3 separate regions of the Mus musculus genome follow, and all the other regions are linked to region 1. A link is a contact called in public Hi-C and HiCAR-type data. All regions are on one chromosome and are shown on one strand. Each heading gives the region's core, a stretch centred on a gene start, on an enhancer-like site or on the middle of the called end of the contact. The rest is flanking DNA. Distances are from core to core; before and after follow the strand shown.

What was found. A called contact is a pair of places that touch in the nucleus more often than the background predicts. HiCAR-type assays count read pairs that join an accessible place to other places.
Region 2: a contact with region 1 is called in a HiCAR-type map of astrocytes, with 4 times the contacts expected there. The contact joins the promoter of Ssr1 here to the promoter of Pak1ip1 in region 1. A contact is called at or near these places in 3 of 39 promoter capture datasets (the HPC-7 cell line, cranial neural crest and liver), 1 of 484 Hi-C or Micro-C datasets (CD4 T cells) and 1 of 115 datasets of contacts at active chromatin or transcription factors (astrocytes).
Region 3: a contact with region 1 is called in a Hi-C map of CD8 T cells, with 4 times the contacts expected there. The contact joins the promoter of Fars2 here to the promoter of Pak1ip1 in region 1.

What each region holds. Positions count from the first base shown.
Region 1 is chr13:40,998,663-41,002,718 of GRCm38.p6, reverse strand. It overlaps Pak1ip1 (PAK1 interacting protein 1), which reads right to left and starts at 1,709. Exons shown (of 10, transcript NM_026550.3): 1 at 1,306-1,709. The coding sequence starts at 1,389. It overlaps A730081D07Rik (RIKEN cDNA A730081D07 gene), which reads left to right and starts at 1,573. Exons shown (of 5, transcript NR_155347.1): 1 at 1,573-1,653.
Region 2 is chr13:37,991,702-37,995,810 of GRCm38.p6, reverse strand. It overlaps Ssr1 (signal sequence receptor, alpha), which reads left to right and starts at 1,603. Exons shown (of 8, transcript NM_025965.4): 1 at 1,603-1,806; 2 at 3,702-3,814. The coding sequence starts at 1,728.
Region 3 is chr13:36,115,654-36,119,512 of GRCm38.p6, reverse strand. Fars2 (phenylalanine-tRNA synthetase 2 (mitochondrial)) reads right to left here and starts at 1,870. Exons shown (of 7, transcript NM_024274.3): 1 at 1,508-1,870. Lyrm4 (LYR motif containing 4) reads left to right here and starts at 2,156. Exons shown (of 3, transcript NM_201358.2): 1 at 2,156-2,438. The coding sequence starts at 2,353.

The DNA of each region.
Region 1 (4,056 bases), core at 460-2,959:
GATCCGCCTACCTCTGCCTCCTGAGTGCTGGGATTACGGGTGGGGCCACTGCCCTGATAGATGACACTTCTAATCCCCTTTACTGTCTGACTACTATGTTGGCAATTACCTGTATCTTCTTGCCATACCAGACAAAAATAAATTTCATACTGTGCTACACTTAACCTCCATGTGTTTCTCTCTTCGCTTGTTCACCATCCCTTCAACCAAGAAGGCCACAACAGCAGGGCTCACACCTCTGGCACCTTTCGCCCTACCCACAGTAGGTGGACGATAAACAGTGAATCTGCATCACTTTCTTCATCCCAGGCCAGCTGTAGTAGTTCTTTTGTGTATAATGTATTTTTATTTTATGTAGATTGGTGTTTTGACTGTATGTATGCCTGTAGGAGGATATTAGATCCCTTCGAACAGGAGTTAACAAACAGTTGTGAGCTGCCGTGTAGGTGCTGGGAACTGAACCAGGACCCTCTGGAAGAACAGCCAGTGCTCTTAACCGCTAAGCCATGTCTCCAGTCCAGCCAGCGCTCTTAACCGCTGAGTCATGTCTCCAGTCCTATAGTAGTTTGTTAATCAGGACAGAAACTCAGTGAAAGGTGAAGTTATTTTTACATTAGAACTTTAAGAACTACAATCATTGTCAGCTTAAATGCACACCTTATTTTTTCATGCCTTAGGAATGCTTTAAGGTTTTTCTTAACCTTTTAAATTATCAGATAATAACTGTATATATTTATGGAGCACAATGGGATATTTGAATGCATACATAGATCAGATATGAAAAAGGCAACCCCTTTTGAGCTGGTTCAAAATACGCTGTAGTAGCTAGTTTAAAATACACAATTAATGCTGTCAACTATAGTTACCTTTCAAGGAAAAAAAAAGCAATCAGTCATTCCTCCCATCAAACTTCATTTCTGCAAGCATTAGCCCTCCTCTCTCCGTCACCTCCCTACGTTGGCCCCAACCACTTCTGGCAGCCATTCATCCACTCCCGACAGAGATGAACATTCCTCGTTACCTACTGTAGACATTTTATCTACTATAGCAAGTAAATATTATTTCAATTCTGAGAAGCCTCTACTCTGTAAAGAGCAGGATCTTTCCACACAAGCTCTGAGCTCACTCTCCTCCTGCCTCAACCTCTCGAGAGCTGGGATTAGCTGCATAAACCTGTCCGTTTTCCAACAAAGTCCGCCATCCAAGACCCATAGAGAACCAGCGATAAATAACAACCTCCACGGTCCTGCCCCGGAAGGACCAGCCCGCCTGTCCCCCGCAGCCCCGGGGCTCGCGCTGCCTCACCTCCTGATGGCCACTCTTCGCGGGCCCGCGCTGTACCGTGAACCCAAACAGGACCTGCTCGTAGCTGCCGGCGACCAGCTCCATTCCGCAGCACTCGTGCCGGGCAAGAGACGCCGGCGTGGAGACCCGATGGCTGCGGAGGCTGGCCCTTCCCTTCCTCAGCCGGCGCGCGAGTTATACGTCACCGCCCGGGGGCACCTTTTAGGCGCCTGCAAATGGCAATAACGGAGGACGCGCTCCGTCCTCCGTTACGTGGGACGTCACGTGACCCTTCTGCGACGAGCTTAAGGAAGGAAGCCGCGGGAGGAGGCTCTCAGAGCAGAGAGAAAGAAAAGTTGTGTCAAGCAGGCAAGTCCTGGGAAGCCGTGGGCTCCGCCGGCCTTGGGAAATGGGAGGGAACTTCTCCCCGGAAGCCCCAACTTCCGGCGCGCCTAAGGAAGGGGCGGGCCCACTTCCGGCTCCGGTGGCCAGCGGTTGTCTAGACAACCCTTGTAGTTCCTGGAGGGTTGCTGTGATTTGGGGATCCGGAATGCATTTCCTCCATTTATGATTTTCTTTTCTTGTTTTGTTTTGTTTTGTTTTGAAGACAGGCTTTCACTGTGTAGCCCTGACAGTCCTGGAACTCACTCTGTAGACCAGGCTGGCCTCGAACTCAGAGCTCCGCCTGCCTCTGCCTCCCGGGTGCTGGGATTAACTATGATTTTCTTATTTGCAGCCAGTCTCACTTCGTCGCCCAGCCTGGCGCCTCCTTGCACCCGTTTTCCTCCTGCAGCTTCCCCATGGCTCGGATCACAAGCAAAGGGTTTTGTTTTCGTGCCGAGAGAGAGCAGATTAGGGTCGGCCCGGGGACGGTCAGGGCTCGCGGGACCCGGAGTTGGCAGTGTCCCCTCGCTGGATTGCGAGCCCGGGCCTGCCAGTCCGTGTCCCGCCTGCAGGCAAGCCGTCCATCTCCTCAGCTTTTCTTGCCTACTGGCTTCTTGTATCTAATCAGACTGGCCATGTGCTGACCTATGGTACAGGAAAAAAGATTTGTCTTGAGGGAGGAGGACAGTGGCTACATCTCTACCCGAGTTAAGGGACAAAGTGCAGGGCTGGAGAGATAGCTAGGCGGTTGAGAGCACTGTCTGCTCTTCCAGAGGTCCTGAGTTCATTTCCCAGCAACCACATGGTGGCTCACAAACATCTGTGATGGGGTCTAGTGCCCTCTTCTGGTGTGTCTGAAGGAAGCAATGGTGGTGTACTCCTATGCATAAAGATAAATAAATAAATCTTTAAGGGGGGGAGGTGCAGAGGTTAATGAAAGCAATAATATCCTTTTTTCCTTTCTCTTTAGGCGGGGTCAGGGATGAGTGCATATGTCAAAGCGGGTGGGTTGGTGCTTATGTCAGATCTTCACACAGGCCTGTGAATTAATGGAGTTCTTAAGTGCTTAGACATTGTTTCCAAACACTTGTTCTCTAAGGCTGCAAATTGTCGACACAGCCTCTTTTGCTTGAGTATAGGGGGAAGTAATTAATTTGACTTTGGGTGTTTTGATGATTTTTCAATTGTGTAAAGGCTCTTCCAGTTTGGGCTATTCCACTTGCAACCCTTGTGTTACTTAATTTATCTCCAGGTATTGCTAAGTTGTCCTGAGCATGTTAATCATTTTCACCAGAGAACCACTAAAGTTGGAACATGTCTCCTTAGCTTGGAACAAAGTGAAAAGTCTCATCTTGTCCATACATGGTGTGTTACAGTTTACATTGGGTCATACTCATTTTAATGCAATAGTAATCATATCAAAAAAAATGGGGGTGGGGGATGAGTAAAACTGCTTCAGAACCCTGTGGTTTATTTACCCTATTGTTCCTGGAAGCGCCTCGCCCCCTTATTACCACCAGGGAAATACCAGCTGCTGTTGGAGAAATATAAGTGCGGGTATTTGTTTTGTTTTGTGTTTTTTGTTTTATGGTTTTGTTTTTGAGACAGTGTTTCTCTGTATAGCCCTGGCTGTCCTGGAACTCACTTTGTAGACCAGGCTGGCCTTGAACTCAAGAAATCCACCTGCCTCTGCCTCCCAAGTGCTGGGATTAAAGGCGTGCACCACCATGCCTGGCAAGTGCAGGTATTTTTAAAATTACAACAGAGGAAGTGTGATTGCTAAAAGTTCTTCATCTCCATTTTGTTAATTTCCCTTATCTTTCTTGGAGAAAGTTACCTAAAGATCTCCCATGCTCCTGGTGGCTTGGTAGAATTAGTATTGTGAAAATGGCTGTCCTACTGCAATTAATCTACATATTATAATCTTCTATTATAATATGAATTTTGATATCATAGTTCAAGAATTTAGAAAATTTAGAATTTAGAAATTTAGAAATTTAGAAATTTAGAATTTAGAATTTAGAAAGAATTTAGAAAAATGCCAAATGAATTCCAAATTCATTTGGAACCAGAAATGAGGGGCTATCACAAATAGCCAAAGCAATCCTGAGAAATAAGAACACAGCAAGGAGAATTATAACACCTGACCTCAAATTATACTTTATTAGTGATAACGACAGCCTGGTACTGGTGTAAAAACAGTCAGACTAAAGGAATGGAGGACCTGGAAATGAAATGGTGAGGAAACGCCCACTTGATTTTTCAAGGGAACCAACAAATATGCTTTGGGGGAAAAAGATAACATTCATTAATCGGTACTAGCAAACTGGAGATCTGCTTGCATAAGAATGAAACTAGATGGGCTGGTGAGATGGCTCAGTGGGTAAG
Region 2 (4,109 bases), core at 354-2,853, 3.0 Mb after region 1:
CAGTACACATTACCATCTGAAAAACATCCTTTCAAATCTATATCATCTCTTTCAATGCTAAACAACTTAAGTTTGCTTGTGAGACTATAATTAGTCTTCAACCCCATCAAATATCCAAGATCCTCGTATTTAACCCGGGAGTGTCTCCTGGCACAAGAAACTGACAAGGACTGTAACTGAGGGGATGGTACAGAGACACTGTCCTTGTACCGAAGATCTCACTGTCTCCCTTTCTGAGGTCTGACTTCAGGTGGTGGCACTTCTGACTCCTTAATGTTCATAGAATTTATAGACAGTCTCTTTCCCCTGTTCAGGTCAGACATGTGTTCATCTGATCTGAACCTACTGGGGTTAATTAAGTTGAGATATGGTCTGTGACTTCCACTTCAGTCATCTTCAACAATTCTGAGGGGAGTTTATTTGTCCCTCTGTGGCTCAGAGGCTCCAATGATCCTGGTGGCTGCTTAACCTGTGTAGTGGTTTGAATGAGAACTGCCCCAGTAGGCTTGTGTTTGAATGTTACATCCCAGTTGGTGGAACTGTTTGGTAAGGACTTATGTGAGGAGGTGCATTGTTGGGTGTGGGCTTTGAGGTTTCAAAAGTCCGTACCATTGGACTTACCTCTCTGCCTTGTCCTTTGGGGCTGAACATATAAGCTCTCAGCTTCCACGTTAGCACTGCCTGCCTGCTCCCATTCTCTCTGATGCGATGGTCAGGAACTCACCCTCTGAGACTGTAAACAAGCCTACAAATCAAACACTTTCTTTTATAAGTTGCCTTGGTAATGGTATCTCTTCACAGCAACAGAAAAGTAACCAAGACAGTCCCTGAATCAGGATTGTGGCTGGAGGTTCTCAGCGCAGCCACTACATCCCGAGTGTTTCACACTGACCAGCTGAAGTTGCCAGAAATATGCCAGAAGTGAGATCTTTGGCGTAGAAACTGCAGAAAGGCTAGGTAATTGCTAAGTTTGGGTTGTTAAGAAAAATTACAGAACTGAACCTCTAATGATCAGAGTTCAAGCCCAGAACCCATCTAAAATGTGGAGAGAATCAGTTCCCTAGAAGTTGTCCTTTGACTGACCTTTACATCTATCTGTGCACTGGCAATTATACACCAGAGAGACAGTCAAATTTAAAAGAATAAAACTCCAGAACTCCGATTGTTTATTGCAGGGGGGGTAGAATTTTGTGACAAGGTATTAACTCTGTAGCCCAGTCTTGCCCCGAACTCGCTACATAGCCCAGGCTGGTCTCCAGCTCGCTGCAATCCTCCTGCCTCCATCTCTCAAACTCTGGGGTTACAATGTGAGACATCACTTTCGGCTTTTTATTTTTATTTATTTATTTTGTCGTTATCCATATCCTTTACTTTCTGTCTTTCAACTGCCACACATGCGGGAAGTTTCCACTCCTTGGCCCCTCAAAGCAACGGGGGACAAAGCGATGCTAAGCATCTGGAAGAGATAAGCCTGCTCAGCTAGGCTCTCGCGGGAGCCCGTAGGCTCCCCTGGTCCCCGCCACCGCCGGCCACGTGATCTCCCGGCCCGCAGGCCCCGCCCCTGGGCGCTTAGAGGCCACGTCGACGGTGGCGGGGAGGGGCGACGGATGGCGCGCGTGCGTGCGTGCCCCGCCCCTCCACCGCGGCCCGGATGAAGAGTAACGCCATTACCGCCAGAGCCTCCGAGAGCCCTAGCGGACCCGCACCGGACGCTGACCGGCCGTACCATGAGACTCCTCCCCCGCCTGCTGCTGCTGTTCCTGCTGGCCTTTCCCGCCGCCGTGCTGCTCCGAGGCGGCCCCGGAGGTGAGAGACGCGGGGCTGGGTTGGGGACCGCGGCCGACCCCCGGCCCGGCTCTCGTGGGCCATGCTATCCCCCGCCCCGGGACCCCCCGCAGCTCGGCGTCCTCAGCGAGCGCGGGCCCGAAGCCCGCGGTCCGCAGGACCCACGCCAGGGTCGGCCTCGCTTCTCCGCCCGCGCTCGCCGCGGGCCGCCCGTCCCCAAGCTCTGCGCTGACGTGTCGCTAGCCACACGCCGGCGCGCCTCCATTCATTCGCCCACTGTAGATTCTTCTCCTCGGCGCGTGGATCGTGTTCGCCCGGCCCCCTCGCTCGCCCATCGCGGTCTGTGTGGACCGCGAGGCTCGGTGTCCAAATCCGTCCCCTTCCTCCGGCTGCTTGTCAGCCGCTACCGTAGAGTATGGCCGGATGGCCTCCTCCTTCCTTTTCTAATTTCTCTCCCCTCCCCTCCCTTTTCCAGCCAGTTTTTGCTGGTTGAAAATATGCTGCGAAAAAGTTATTTCGAGCTTTGTAAGTTTATTCTTTCCAACGATTGACCTGGGCTAAAAACTTGGCAGAATGTAAAAACGTAGAAACTTGTTCCCCCTTGCCCGCCATGTCCATTAATTTTGCTAGTTTATAAAAACAACTAGTTTGAGTGGTCACCAGAAAGAATTCCTTTTCTTTCTCTAAGTTTCTGTGGCCCAGGGCATGAGAAATAACGAGCCATGTTATGAACTCTTTGGCCAAGCACACAGAAGTGCTTGGCTTCTACTTAGTAACTAGTATGACTTTGAATTATAGCTGTTAGGGATTTTGGCTTGGGAGTGTGGTGGTGGGGACATAAGACAGATGTTGAGACCGAGTCTCATGTAGGTAACCCTGGCTGCGTTGTAAGTTGGTGCCCTAGCTAGCACGTCCTTGAACTTATGATCCTTGTGCCTGTACCTCTGGGGTGCTGGGTTTCAGGGTGTCACCACACCCCGTGGATGAAGTGGTGGGGATGAACCCAGGGCTTCCATCGTGCCAGGCATGCAAGGCACATATGCACACTACAACCTTAGACCATTGGGGTTTTCTTTCTTTCTTTAAATCTGGCTTTTGATAAATTACCTGTAAACTATGAATGAACTGTTTTAACTCGGGAAAGTAAAAAGACTTAAAAAAATCATGGTTTTAAAGATAGTGTTTTCTCTTGGGCTTTGCACATGTGGCTGTTCCCACATTTTCCCTCGCTGCTGGATTGCCACATCATCGCTCCCCGAGAAGTGGTAATAAGAACTGCTTGAACTTTAAAGGGCTTTGTAGAGTTTTGCCTGAAAGTGATGTTGTGTGGTTTTTGAGAAAGCTTTGTCAACAAGTCTCTGATTTATAAATTAGCATTATGATTAGCCCTTATTTTTTTTGATATTTTAAATGTCTGAAACTATGCTTGAAGTCATGTGCAAAAATAGTTGGATTTTTTTTCTTTGCTACTAACCACGAAGCTGCCACTATTTATTTTAATTTTTTATTATATTTAGTGTGTGTCTGCCTGTCTGCCTTGTAATATATATCCAGAAGCTAGGAGACAATTTGCAGGGTGCATACCAAGAATCAAACTCACATGGTCAGGCTTGGCAGCAAGTGCCTTTAACCACTGAGCCATTTGGCTTGCCCCGTTTTTTTGTTTTTTTGTTTTTTTTTTGTTGTTGTTGTTGTTTTGCCTTTTTATATTAAAAAGATTCCCATTAAAATTATAATGTAGTAGTTAAGACTACTAGTAAAAAATGTAAATATTTTTTGTGCAGTGGCATTGCTCAACTGACCAGGGAGACTATATTACAATAGGTGGAACATTTTCTTGTCTAGACCTCATGTTTAAAGACAAAGATAAAGGTTAACTGCTCTTTTTTATTTTTTTATTTTTTTTTTATTTTCAGGGTCATTAGCTTTGGCTCAAGATCCTACAGAAGATGAAGAAATAGTGGAAGATTCAATAATTGAAGATGAAGATGATGAAGCTGAAGTAGAAGAAGATGAACCCACAGATTTGGTAAGTTCTCTATACCATATTTAGAATATAGCTGGGTGTGGTGGAGCTTGCCTTTAATCCCAGCACTCGGGAGGCAGAGGCAGGTGGATTTCTGAGTTCGAGGCCAGCCTGGTCTACAGAGTGAGTTCTGGGACAGCCAGGGCTACACAGAGAAACCCTGTCTCAAAAAAACAAAACAAAAACAAAAAAAGGAAAAAAAATAATAATAGAATATATATGATATATTCTGAGTAGAGATTCCAACTAAGAATGTACTCTTTTTATAGGCAAGTTTGCCAATTACCTCTTCAGTTTT
Region 3 (3,859 bases), core at 621-3,120, 4.9 Mb after region 1:
TGTGTTCATTGCTAGTACAAAGTCCAAATCCATAGCCTGACTAATTTTCCCCAACACTAAGAAGCTATCAGTTTCCTAATCTCAACTGCTCTTTAACTGAAAAAGCTACTGCCCAAACTATTTTAACTCTGCATATTCTATGAGCTGCATTTGATCACACAAAGATAAGCCAGGTCGATACATTACTGTACACATTAGTAATTAACTCCTTTGTAATTAGGCATCAACTGCATACAGTAATTATCCTAATTTCACTTTCAAGATGAAAGTAAAATACATTTAAAACATATTCCCCACTCTTTTATGACAAATCAAAGTAATTTAAAACGTTTTTCCTTCTCATTCTGGTAATTTTGTCTACCTGTAACTTTTAATGTGTAGGTTTTCCTGGGGCATTATTATCAATAGCAATCAATATTCTATTACCTCAAGAGACCACAGCTCTGTTCTGACTCTGCAACAAGGGGAAAACCTACTTTACAGATGTCAGCCATTTAGAAAGTTGCAAGTAAAACTCAAAATATTAATGGATCCCATTAAACTTGAGTCAGTGACCTGATCAAACAAACAGAAAGGGAACAAAAGGCAAGTTCTGTTCCATTTATTTAAAAATTAAATTTGAAATTTAAAAATCTATTTTGACTAAGACAAAAATCAAACAGGGGCTTAAGAGTGTTTTTATAAAAGCACTGTATCGTCAATACCTTTGATTGCCACTACATCAAGACGAGTAGGTATACTTAGATTCAAGGACAACAAGTTGCAAACATGTGATCCAGAAAAACACAGATTGTTTCGAATAGAGAATGAAAGCTTGATACACCAAAACAAATGATAAGGCATGGTAAATTGACTTCCGTCTTATCGTTAAAATGACTCTTTGCTGTATTTAGGGACAGAGAATTTGCAGGTAGTGGCTTGTTGCACCATCTTAATATAAAACAATATTCCAAAACTAACGAGTGAGTTCCAAACACAAGAACCAGAATTATTCGAAGCTTCTCTTCGCACAGTCCTAAGATCAAGGAACAACCCAAAAACTTAAGTACTTTAGTAAGCTGGTCCGTGATAGCTAAAAGCTGAGAAAAACCCTCTTTTTGCCTTGGGTCTGAAATGATGTCTAGGAAATCCCCTAAAGTCCTAAGGGTTCCCTTATTAATCATGACATCTAATTTATTTATGTGCTTGTTTGTTTATTTATGTTTACGCACTACAAAACCGTGCTCTTAACAAAAACAGTAGTGCATCCCACACTTTTAATCCCAGCACCGGGAAATCTGTGACCAGGAGCTCAAGGGCAGTCTGGACTACAAAACGAGACCCCGTCTCAAAAACAGGAAAGAAAAAAAAAAAAAAACAGAAAAGAAAAGAAAGAAAAAATAGTAAACAAACAAAAAATAGTGTAGCCCCTTAGTGAAGATCCCGGAAATGGAAGTCACAGCCGAATGCAAAGTGCATAACAGTCGGCGACCTGACACCTCTACTCTGCAGCAAGGCCAGCACTCACCCAGCGTACGCCGGGGAAACCAAACGCGGGCGTTTCGAAGTCCGCAAAGCGGCCACACACTCACTCCGCCGTCACTGAGCTTAACCTCTGGCTACCGAGACGCTGGGCGCGCTGGGCGCCGCCATCTTGACGGGAAGAGGCCAGGGCCCTAGGTCCCTTGAGCCGCTCGCCCAAAGACAAGCCGGTGCGCCAGGAAGTCGCCAGCTAGTTACCTCCGCACCACTGGCGCTGCGTCCCCCAGTCACGATGACACTGATAAACTCAGGCTGCCAACCAGACGGATCCAAAGCAAAGTCACCCTCGTTTTCGTGCACAGCAGGTCAGGCAGCGCCAAAGACAGCCGAGCCGGGCAGGGGCAGGGCTGGGGAGCGCGGCTCGTAACCCAGGCAACGGGGCCTAGGCAGGTGTAGGGGGCGTGGTGTCAGGAGACACCGGGATCTCGGCCACGCCCCCGGGCGGTTCGAAAGGCGGAGGAGGCTTTGAGCCCTGGTGTTCGAGCCCGCGACTGTCCTCCCGAGGAGCGAGCCTGGGGCTGGACGGCTCGGCCTCCTGCCGCCCGAGGAGCCTGTGAGGAACGCGGAGCCTCCAGGACACGGGCGCCACCCCTTAGCTGCCCGCCGCCCTGCCTGCGGCGCCACCTCTCGCGCAGGACGCGAGCCAGGCCGCGCGCGAGCCAGGCGGAGCCTCTCTTCTCCTGCCTTCCAGCGTGCTTTTTTTTTTTTTTTTTTTTTTTTGCATCGTTTGACATTTGGGTTCAGTTAAACTTGGGGCTTCTACGAAGAAGGACCTGTTTGGTTTTGTTGTTAGGGTGTTTTTTGGTTTGTTTGTTTTTGTTTATTTTCAACATGGCAGCCTCCAGCCGCGCACAAGTTTTAGATCTGTACCGGGCGATGATGAGAGAGAGCAAGCATTTCAGCGCCTACAATTACAGGTGACCCGGGGGGAGGGCCGGGAATCGGGTGCCCAGCTCTGTCTGCGGGGGTCGCGGATCAGGCGGCCACAACCTGTGAAAGTGACAGGCTCCACTCCCATGACGCGCACGTGCAACTGTCCACCCCCAGGTGTGACCCTCAGAGCCCTGGAGGGGAGGAGCCAAGGACTTGCCCTTCAAATGCTGGGATACCTTCCCTGAACTGACACCCACATAGGGGCTTTAGGACCATTAAACAGTGTCCTGTTTCTGCGGTACAAAGTGATGAACGCGAAGCTACCAGTGAGAAGCTAGGACAAGGAAACTTAGGGCATACCTATATCTTGCCTTGAGATTACAAGAGTGGAAGCAGGCAGTCTAGACCACGTGGACACAAAACTGAAGGCTTGCTCTAGGGCCCCCTTTCATTTCACTAGTGTTTTAATTCGTGACGTTGGTTCCAAGTATCAGATACGTTCTTACTAAAGGATGGTGGAGAGGGGCTACATATTCATGTTAAAGGTAAAATGAGTTGCTAAGCCTTTAAAAACTGAATTCTTAGTTTATCCAGCCTCGCCAAACTGAAATCTTACTGCTAGATCCTAGAGTCTAGGACCTATAACAAGAGGACAGGAGCATCAATTCTTCAAAAACATTTAAAACTTAAATTTATTTTAAGTTATAAAATGTATGTTAATGAGTTACTATGCGTGCACCTCACTTAAATGCACTAAAACTTACATTTTTAACTCTGCCCCATTTCTTTCCTTGCTTGGCCTATTCCCCTACTTGTATGAGTCCCTTATACTTCCTTGCCACATGGTAGTGGTGCACACCTTTAACCCCAGCACTGGGAAGGCACAGGCAGCCAGAGCGCTGAAATCGAGGCCACCATGAACTACACAGAGAAACCCAGTCTCAAAAAAACCAAAACAACACACACACACACACACACACAAAACTCTACCTCAGAACCTCCACCTTCACAGTTTCTGCTTCTTTGAAACTTCTGACCCAACATTTCTGTAGAGTTTTAGGGTTTTTCTGATATTTGGTGTCTTATTGATTAATTACCTGAATCCTTTGAGATTGAATCTAAGAATAAGAATCTGATGAAACCAGCTCATTTTCTCCAGACAGTTTGCTTATTTTCATTTATTTCCCAAGTCTTTCAAGTACTTAACAAGCTGTCCTTCACAGCTGCCCAGGCATGGGCTGGGTGTCTTGGCAGTTAACTCCTGAAACAGACCTGGTTCTAGGTGCACCCTTCTCTAGGGATTGAGCTACCCGTCCGGCTATGCACTACTTTAGTCTGTGAACAGATGCACCAACTTTCCCAGCAGTAATTCATATTTCAGAAACCTGCTGAGAAAATAATAGTTGTCGTGTCAACTGAGAATAGCACATGGGTTGGACAAGTGAGCTCATACCCAGCCGAACAT